Regions from separate parts of the Arachis hypogaea genome. Here regions 1 and 3 are each linked to region 2. A link is a contact called in public Hi-C data. All regions are on one chromosome and are shown on one strand. Each heading gives the region's core, a stretch centred on a gene start, on an enhancer-like site or on the middle of the called end of the contact. The rest is flanking DNA. Distances are from core to core; before and after follow the strand shown. Region 1 holds the start of LOC112697052 (OVARIAN TUMOR DOMAIN-containing deubiquitinating enzyme 12). Region 2 has its middle 26 kb from the start of LOC112697053. Region 3 holds the start of LOC112697056 (DNA cross-link repair protein SNM1).

Evidence for each region. Hi-C and Micro-C count contacts between places; a contact is called where the count stands out from the background.
Region 1: a Hi-C map of an unstated tissue shows a contact between it and region 2, with 2.7 times the contacts expected there. The contact joins the promoter of LOC112697052 here to the enhancer-like site in region 2. A contact is called at or near these places in 3 of 8 Hi-C or Micro-C datasets (leaf and an unstated tissue).
Region 3: a contact with region 2 is called in a Hi-C map of an unstated tissue, with 2.3 times the contacts expected there. The contact joins the promoter of LOC112697056 here to the enhancer-like site in region 2. A contact is called at or near these places in 3 of 8 Hi-C or Micro-C datasets (leaf and an unstated tissue).

What each region holds. Positions count from the first base shown.
Region 1 is chr6:97,364,995-97,368,131 of arahy.Tifrunner.gnm2.J5K5, forward strand. It overlaps LOC112697052 (OVARIAN TUMOR DOMAIN-containing deubiquitinating enzyme 12), which reads right to left and starts at 1,635. Exons shown (of 11, transcript XM_025750038.3): 1 at 1,094-1,635; 2 at 1-121. The coding sequence starts at 59.
Region 2 is chr6:97,414,859-97,417,922 of arahy.Tifrunner.gnm2.J5K5, forward strand. No RefSeq gene overlaps it. Among protein-coding and RNA genes, the nearest start is that of LOC112697053, 26 kb to the left of the region's middle. Within about 2 kb of position 1,348, at least 2 of the 3 cell types and tissues checked have open chromatin away from gene starts, as enhancers often do.
Region 3 is chr6:97,470,336-97,473,452 of arahy.Tifrunner.gnm2.J5K5, forward strand. LOC112697056 (DNA cross-link repair protein SNM1) reads right to left here and starts at 1,865. Exons shown (of 9, transcript XM_025750042.3): 1 at 1,171-1,865; 2 at 614-794; 3 at 208-447; 4 at 1-118. The coding sequence starts at 1,777.

The sequences.
Region 1 (3,137 bases), core at 385-2,884, 50 kb before region 2:
GGACTGCTTAGTGACGTCGAACTGGAACTTTCACCCCAATACTGAATTCCGTTCATCATATTCTGACCTCACAACCACTGCTTCAAACTAAACTTTTATTACCAACCCACAGCAACAAAGCCTGAAAAATAATTGAAATTACTGTCATTAGAATCTCAAATAGGAAAATGCATCTATCAAACATGTTTTCACAGTTTTAGTCATCATAGGCTTAGAGCATGAGTACAACAAAAGTTGTACGTGCCGCACAACCAAGAAATTATTAGTCAGCTAAAAAGAGTGGAATGCAAAAGTATAAGGTAAAGATCATCAGAATCTTCTGGAGTAGTAGTAAGACCATAAAAAGTTGAATGGCCAATCAGTTCAACGATTCAAATATGATAGCACTATGATATGGAAAAAGACCTAAATTGATAATCACATAAAGCTTCAATTGAAATAAATAAATAAATCTTTGGTGAATAAAATTACACTTTTTTTATATTGGGTTGATAATGGTATTTTATTGGATTATAGATTGTTGGGGTGTTATTCTCAAATGTAGTTTCGTTTAATTTGGAGTACATAAATAAGAGGGTTCGATTTTTGGGAGTGCAGAAATCAGATGGTTCGATTTATAAAATCGGACCATCCAATTTTTGGATTACAAAAATCGAACCTTTTGATTTCTGAAATTGGACTGTCTTTCAAAAGAAAATTTGAGGTACACAAATCGAATCCTTCCGTGGTATAAAAAAATACCAAAAATTACAATATTTAAGTTCATCACTCATCTCACTTCCGAAGAGAAAAAAAAAAAGTTAAATTATGCTTGAACATTAAGCTACCACAAGACATAAGCTTAGTTACGATGATAAATTATTAATCATTAGTCAGTAGAATAAAAAGGGGATTAAATTGAATCTTCTGATAAAGCCTTTCAGCTAATCAATTAATAAGAGTCGGCTTCTCAGATATACACAATAATTAGATCGTTGTTTTAATCAAAACCAAATGAAGGTTAATTCATTGCAAAACAATGGCGGATAATCAACACAATCCAATGCTATGAAATAGACAGAAACACAAAAAATAAAAAGGAAGAAGAAAATACCTGCAGTTGAATGGGTAAATATGCAATGAATGAATGGGTTTGGGTTTAAGAAAAAGAAGGAAGAAGAGAAGAAATTGGGTATAAATAGAGAGAGTTTAAGAATGGCGGTTTGTGAGATTTGGGAAAATCAAGAAGGAAATCGGGAAAGGGGAACGAGGTTGTAACAGACACAACGATCAAGCTAAGAAAGATTGCCTCTGATTTTCATATTGGATTTCTTTCCCTTTCAATTCTGGGAAAGAAAAAATGAATCTTTCCCTTTTTATTTATTTATTTATTTTTTGTTATAACTAACTTGTGAATCTGTTCGATTTTTATATAATGTAGTTTAATTTAATTTGAGTTTAATTTAAATTTTAAATACAGGTTTCCGCGTTAATGACTTAGATGATATATGATGATGATGTTTTTGTTTATGGCTGAACAGATTATTTAATTTAAAAAAAATTTAAGCTGTCAAAAACTCAATTTAGATTAGAAATAATAAGATCCTATTTTGCAAAGATTTTTTCTTTTTAATAAATGTTCGTTAGTGAAAAAAAGGGACATGTTCCACATATATGTCTTTTTGACTTACAAGTCTTACAAGTTAGTACAAGCCCAATAAAAAACACGCATTATACTCCCACATTCAAGAGTAAATAAACGCACCACTTCCTGTTTTCAAAATGCGCTACTCACCATGCATTATAAATTACTTTTCTTCTTCTTCCTCCATGAAAATGAGTTTCTTGCCAAATTTGAAGATAATGGAACTTCAGAAATACACTCAAACGATTACAAAAATACACTCAAACGATTACAGAAATATATCCAAACGGTTACAGAAATTCACTCAAACGATTATAGAAATACACCCAAAGAATTACAGAAATACTGCCAAAGAATTACAAAAATTACACCTAAAGGATTTAAGAAATACACCCAAAATTCGTTAAGTACACCTTATGCATAATTCAGTATTTCTCCTCCTTATCTTCTGCTGCTTCTTTTTCTTCAAAAACGATTTCAGAATTTGATGTCAAAAAACAATGGAAATCGAGAATAACTAAGAAAGAAAACAGAGAGAAAAGCACGTAAATGAAGAAGGAGAAAGAAAATGCAAGAAACGAAAGAAAAGAAGAAGAAGAAGAAAAAGAAGAAGAAGGTGCAGTGAAAACGTGCAGTAACGGTTAAAGAAGGAGAAAGAGAAGGCAAGAAACGAAAGAAAAGAAGAAGAAGAAGAGCAGAAAGAGGAAGAAGAACGTGCAGCAAGAAGAAAAAGAAGAAGGTGCAGTGAAAACGTACAGTAATGGTTGAAGAAGGAGAAAGAGAAGGCAAGAAACGAAAGAAAATAAGAAGAAGAAGAGAAAGAAGAACGTGCGCAAGAAAAAAAAGAAGAATGTGCACTTATAAAGACTTGTATAAAAAAACGCTTGTATGCGGAGAATTTCTCGTTAAAAAAACTAATGCAATTAAATGAGTGTGTAAATTAATTTACATTATCAATACAATTAAATTAAATTCTTTAATTCATATCTTACTCTTTTTCGTTTCTCATAAGTCATAATTATTTTCCTCTCCATTGATTAATTAAACCCTTCTAACTAAAGTGTGGCTTATTACTTACTAGAGATATCTAATTACACTATAAGCAACTTAACCGAAAATGATAATAATAATAATAATAATAATAATAATAATAATAATAATAATAATAATAATAATAATAATAATAAATAAGTTATAATTTAAATGATATATTCTTTTTATCCTCACTTAACAGATCGCGAATTCAAATTTTTCTATCTTTAGTTTAAAAATAATAATAATAATAATGTAAAACAAGAAAATATGTTTCTTTTTTTCACTAACAATGTAAACCATATTTAATTAATTTGAATGAAACAACGATCAAGTTTCATTATTTTAACGAAGATAAGATTATAATATATATTATCATTATCTTTTATCTTTTATATGATGTAATGGTAGTTTAGTGAAAATACGAGTCATAAGGAGTTATCCACACGGTTGGATATTTATCAATTATCACTCATATCTC
Region 2 (3,064 bases), core at 98-2,597:
TGTATTATGAACGACTCTTCTTCTTCCTCCTCCATAAAAACGAGGTTCTTGCCAAATTTGTTCGATCTCCTTCGTGCGTTCTCTCTTCGCCTTTTCATTCGTTGTTTTACCTGCGTTTATCACTGGTATTCTTTCTTTGTTTTTTTTTTTCGATTTTCATAGTTTCTGAAATCAAGTTTTGAAATCGTTTTGAAGATAATGGAACTTCAGAAATACACCTAAACGATTACAAAAATACACCCAAAGGATTACAGAAATTCACCCAAATGATTAAAGAAATACACTCAAAAGATTACAGAAATACACCCAAAGGATTTAAGAAATACACCCAAAATTCGTTGAAGTACATCTTATGAATAATTCAGAATTCTTTCTCTTTCTCTTCTTTATCTTCTGCTGTTTCTTCTTCTTTAAAAACGATTTCAGAACTTGATGTCAAAAAACAATGAAAATCGAAAATAACGAAGAAATAAAATAGAGAGAAAAGCACATAAATGAAGAAGGAGAAGAGAAGGCGAGAAACGAAAGAAAAGAAGAAGAAGAGGAAGAGGAAGAAGAACGTACGGCAAGAAGAAGAAGAAGAAGAAGGTGCAGTGAAAAACATGCAGTAACGATTCGAAGCGCGTTAATATAAATGACTTGTAAAGACTTGTATAAAAAAACGTTTGTAGGTAAAAAATTTCTCCTTAAAATATCAAAATTATTATAGACTATATAATATATAGCGTTTGTCGAGTCACATTTACTAATTCTGATATTTTAGAAATATATATATATTCATGCTTAAGATAAAGATACTAATAAATTCGATTCTTCACATGACAATCGCATTTTGACCTTATTTAGTTTCTAAACAAAATTTCGGTTCATGAAAAAACTAATTTTTTACGAAAGTATATTTAATTTAATTGGAGAAATATAATTGAGAAAATATGTATATAACAAAGGATTTAAATGATTGAATGGACTAACCTTGTAAAACTTTGTCTGTGTGTTGTATATCATCTAATCTAATCATGTATTGAAACATTACTATTATCGTTAACTCTCTGAACTAGAATGGTAATATAAATATAATATCTAATTGAAATGACAATGTGAGGTTATTTTTTTCATATGATTATATTTTTATAAAAAGAATTTAATTTTCTTGGTCATTAAGCATTTAGTTTCTCGTGGACTTTAATTGCTTGTTGGGTTGTTGCATCTAATCTAAGAAGATATAATCTGCTGTGAAGCAAATTGGCCCAATAGGCCCAATAGGCCCAAATGACATGACAAAAGCAAAGTGAGAATGAATTTAGAAAGCTGGTAGATGCTTATGCCCTCATGGATTTGAAGCTAAAGGGGGAAGATTCTTTTGGTACAGCAACCGGAGGAATGGTTTCATAACAAGAGGGAGGATAGACCGAGATATGGGGAACTGATTGGAGGAGAATGTTTCGGCTGTTAGAAAATTATTTTAATTTTTTAATTTGTTTGTAGACAATACATATATTAATTATAATCATAAATTATATTATTTTAAATTAAATGATTTATATAATAGTGATTTCATTTATTATTGTAAATACTAAATTGAATAAATCATTATTACTTTTAATTTGGAATTAAATGAGAATAAAATCAGATATTATCTTTTGGTTAAGAAAGATCGAAAGAACCACAAGATCCAACTTCTTTCGATGATGATTCATGTTTATAAATTCAAGTACGCTTTCTCCAGGATTTTTTTCGTAATGATTTAACATAAATGACTTTGGATTAAGGAATTCTGAGAAAATTCTAACAAGTGGTATCAGAACCGTCTATGATTAAATCATTAAAAAATTATAAATTTATCTTATTTTAACTTGAATCTTAAATTGAGATTGTGAAATTAGATTCAAATATGTGTTGCTTTTGGATTGCGTAGCACATGTTAATAAAATTAAAAGTGTATATAAAATGTGCATAAAGAGTACACAAATAGTACATGAAGAGCACATAAAGAATACAAAAGCTATATTAAAAAAAATGTTGCATTCTTTTATATATGTGCATACCATTTTTTGTCTGTGATCTCAAATATTGGAGCTGTTAATTCGTAAAATTAAAAAGAATTTAATTAATTTCTTGATTATGAATACTGTACATTCATAGAATTAGCATATTTATCATAAAGCTTTTTTGTATGTACTATGATTTAATCCGTGAATCCAATTTTTTTTAATAAAAAATGAAAGGAGGTTCTTCGTTTGTTTATTTTTTTATACCATTTTATATAGATTTATTCTTTTGACAAATTCATTATTTTTTTGTTTTGCATAAATTGAATCATAATGATTGATTCTAATCGTAATAGATCAAAAAAATTTTGTCATATGAATTTGTTGAACAGTCTATGTATTTTTTTAAGGACTGAAACAACACCATTAAAATTTAATTTCTCTTAGAATTTAAGTATTTTTTTATTATTATATAAGGAAATTAGTAATAATTTAGATTATTAGACCCACCTATTTTATAAAGATTTGGTTTTGGAATAAATTGATTGAACATTATGCTGCCAAATTAGCCTCTTTTGTGAAAATTTATATGTAATTCATGCGAATATTGGTCAGCCCAGGTCTGTATTTGGCCGAATTACATACACATATTGATGGTAAATACATGTTTGGGTAACAAATAAAGAATAGAGTAATACCTATTATTTATGCGGACAATAATCGGCCCAAAGAAAGTTTATTGTTTGGCCAAATAATAAGTATTGCACACTTTTGTTTATTTTTTATTAATTATGCGGTCAATGACCAATTAATAGAAAATATATGCGGTAATAAATAGGTTGCAAAGTTTAAGTTTTCATGTGCGCATTAAGTCGGTCCAAAGAAAAGCTTAATATGTGACAGAAATTTTGACAATATTTGATTACTGCAATGAGAGTATCACTTACAGTTAATTTTCTATCCAAAGATTGAAAGTTAATGTTGTTCTAGATATCTCAATCTGGATTTTTTTCCATTATTTAACTAATATTTACTGCATACTTTTTGTTATAATCCAGAAACTATGGCTTTAGTTA
Region 3 (3,117 bases), core at 615-3,114, 56 kb after region 2:
TACACACTCTTTGCCAATACTATACGCTCCAACAACCACCAAAGTTTTGGGATGCACTTTAAGTTGGTTCTTTGTAACTTTGACAACATAATTGAGTACGTCTTCCTTGGAAGGGAAACTGCACAAGAAAATCATCACTAAGGATCATAACAGCAATGATCATATATAATAACAACAAACAAAATTTTAACAAGATCAATGTCTTACTTGTACTTTGGGTTGCAATATGTAGTGTCTAAGTAAAGGACATTCACATGTTGATTTACAAGGGTATGGTAAGCTTGCATTTGTTTACAAGCTCTAAAGTCTCCGGTATGCAAATAACATTGCCCATTTGAGAGGCCAAAGTGAATCAACGCTGCACCAGGGCAATGATTAGCTTCCAACAAAGTTACTTTGACACCACAAACCACATATTCAACATTAAATTCCAAAGGGTGGATGTACCTATGACAACAAATTTTTATGAAATTGAATCACTCAATAGAAAAGAAGATTTAAAACCTCTATCAGATGCTCCTTTAAATTTTTTTCCCCTGTTTATATAAGTGAGCAACCTATAAATATCAAATAGAGTTCACGCGAAAAATTATGAAGGTTTCCAAGTTCTTACAAGGGATTTACCGAGAGACACATTTGAACAAGCCTTCCTGTAAGAGGAGAGCAATAAATGGGGCCATGTGACCATTTCTTGCTAAGGCCGCCATAATGATCGGAATGGAAGTGACTAAGAAAGTATGCAGAGCACCCTTCAATACACCCATAACGGAATGCATCAACAGTGAAGCTTGTCCCTGCATTGATAAAAAAAATCTACATTTAGAACATCCATAGCCACTGCTACAATGTTAGTTTCTCATAGAAAAAACGAAAACAAATTCAATATTGTAACAGTTGCCAAACTAAATTAGTTTCATCACCAACATTGAAAGTAACCACATCACAGTTCTTAAGACATATTATCATCCTATTATAACCAAAGAACAGATTAGGCAAAGAACACACAATAACCTACCACACATGAAGCTTTATGCATTCAATTAAAAAAAATGCTTCGGTAATCAAACAAATAAAGGCCAGTTGAAGAAGCTATAAGTTGTTGAATTCAATAACAAAAACCAAAAAACGAACGGAAAAAAAATAAACAGGGTGAAGAACTTTGGCATGAACCTGGAATTTTCTTATAAAAAGGACAGGTACGCGTCACTCTAACTTCTTCACGGCTTTCCTTTCTCTTATGAGAAGATTTTGATTTCTCGAACTCTTTCCCCGTATCGCGCAAAATCGAACCCAAATTCTCAGGTTTCACGATCTTTCTCTCAGAAGAACCAACGCTTTCGCCTCCACCGGTAAAAGAATCACATTGGTTAGGTTTGCAAGATTCAATAGACGAAGCCGAATCAGATTCGGCGGCGCCGTTTCGTTTGAATCCCCAAACCTGAAACAAATTTGCCTGCTTCAACTTCTTCGCCGAATGAACCGAACCGAAACCGCCGCTGTGTCTGCGATCCTCCGGCGACAACAGCGAGGACCAATCGGCACCGCAGCTATAGAAATCGGCGGCGAAGCTGCTCTTTCCTGCCGATGTCGCCGATCGCTCGCCGGCGGTGTTTGGTGGAGAGTCTTCGTAAGGGATCTGTGACGGGAATCCCTCCTCGTCAAGTGAAACAACGCCGGGGATGTCGATAACGCCGTAACCGTCGCCGTCTTGTGGTGATGGATTCTCTTCTAGCGCGGGCGGCACTGAGCCGCCGGCTGTGGCGGCGGATAGCGGCATCGGCTATGTGAGGGCGCGCAAACAATATCTGGTTTTAGTGTTTTAAACGAAACAGCGGGAAAATTAACCAGATTTTAGTATTTTACAGTTAGCAACTGATCGAGTATATTATATATCGCATCAATTTAGTGCACGCGAAACGCGACATATGAAGTTTATTTACTCCCTAAATTTTGCAACAAAAATGTAAGAGAATTATTATAATTTATTATTTTTAGTCATATTAATTATTATTATTTAAAAATATAGACTAATATATATTACTGAATTATAGACTAAAGATTTATTTTGGTAATTTTTTTTTTAAAATTTGAGTTATTATTTTTTAAAAAAATTTATAATAAAATAAAAATAATTTTATATTTTAATATTTTATGTAAAAAAAAAATTATTTATTAATTATATTTCAGAGATTCAATAATTTGATTATGCTTCAAATGTAGTCGAATCAGTTCAAATAAATAAATAACAAAATTATTTAAATTATCAATATAAACTTCTAAATACCTAAAATTAGTATTTTAATAATAATATAATTCAAAATTTCATTAAATTCACATTCAACAAAGCTACTAATATGTAATTTTGGTTCTAAAATTATCATTATAGGTATTTGGTGAATTTATAGGCATTGCAACCAGAAAATCTTCAATTCGGATTACGGGTGATCGCATCGTGGCTTTCGTTCAAGAATGAAAGCATGAATTAGAGCATTCACGCATTCTGTTGTGCCAGCTCATTCAGATCAACAAGGCTAGGTAGAAACCTCTTCTGCGAGGCTGGGGAAGGTAAATTGTGATGCCAGCAATTTTGAGAAAGCACAAGTAGCGGAATTTGGATGTGTGATTAGAAGTCATGATATAGATTAGGTGAAAGGTTGTTTGGATACTCTTCCAATGTAAAATATCACAAAAGTATAAAATTTTATTATTTGAAAAGACATTGTCTTAGTTTGAAAGCGTGGATTTAAGGTAATTCTCTGCAAAACTTATTCAAGAAACATATTTATTGCAGTTTAAAGAGAGATGACGGATGATGATGATTTGGTATTGTACAAATGCAAATTCAGAAAATGACTAGCAAAAAGTGGAAAATGTATTTAGCCTTGGTGCTTTGAGAAGTGAATGTTATCTCGCTTTGATGTTCAAGAAGGGTGTTTGGAGCTCGTATGAATGCATAAAATAGCTGAAATTTTCCAACATTACATATGCTCTTCTTAAAAATTCTAATGCTACTTTAGTTTTAGGAGTCTATATATATATATATATATATATATATATATATATATATACCCACCCATCAAAAATCATATATTGTTCCTAGTCTAAGAGAGTCTTTAC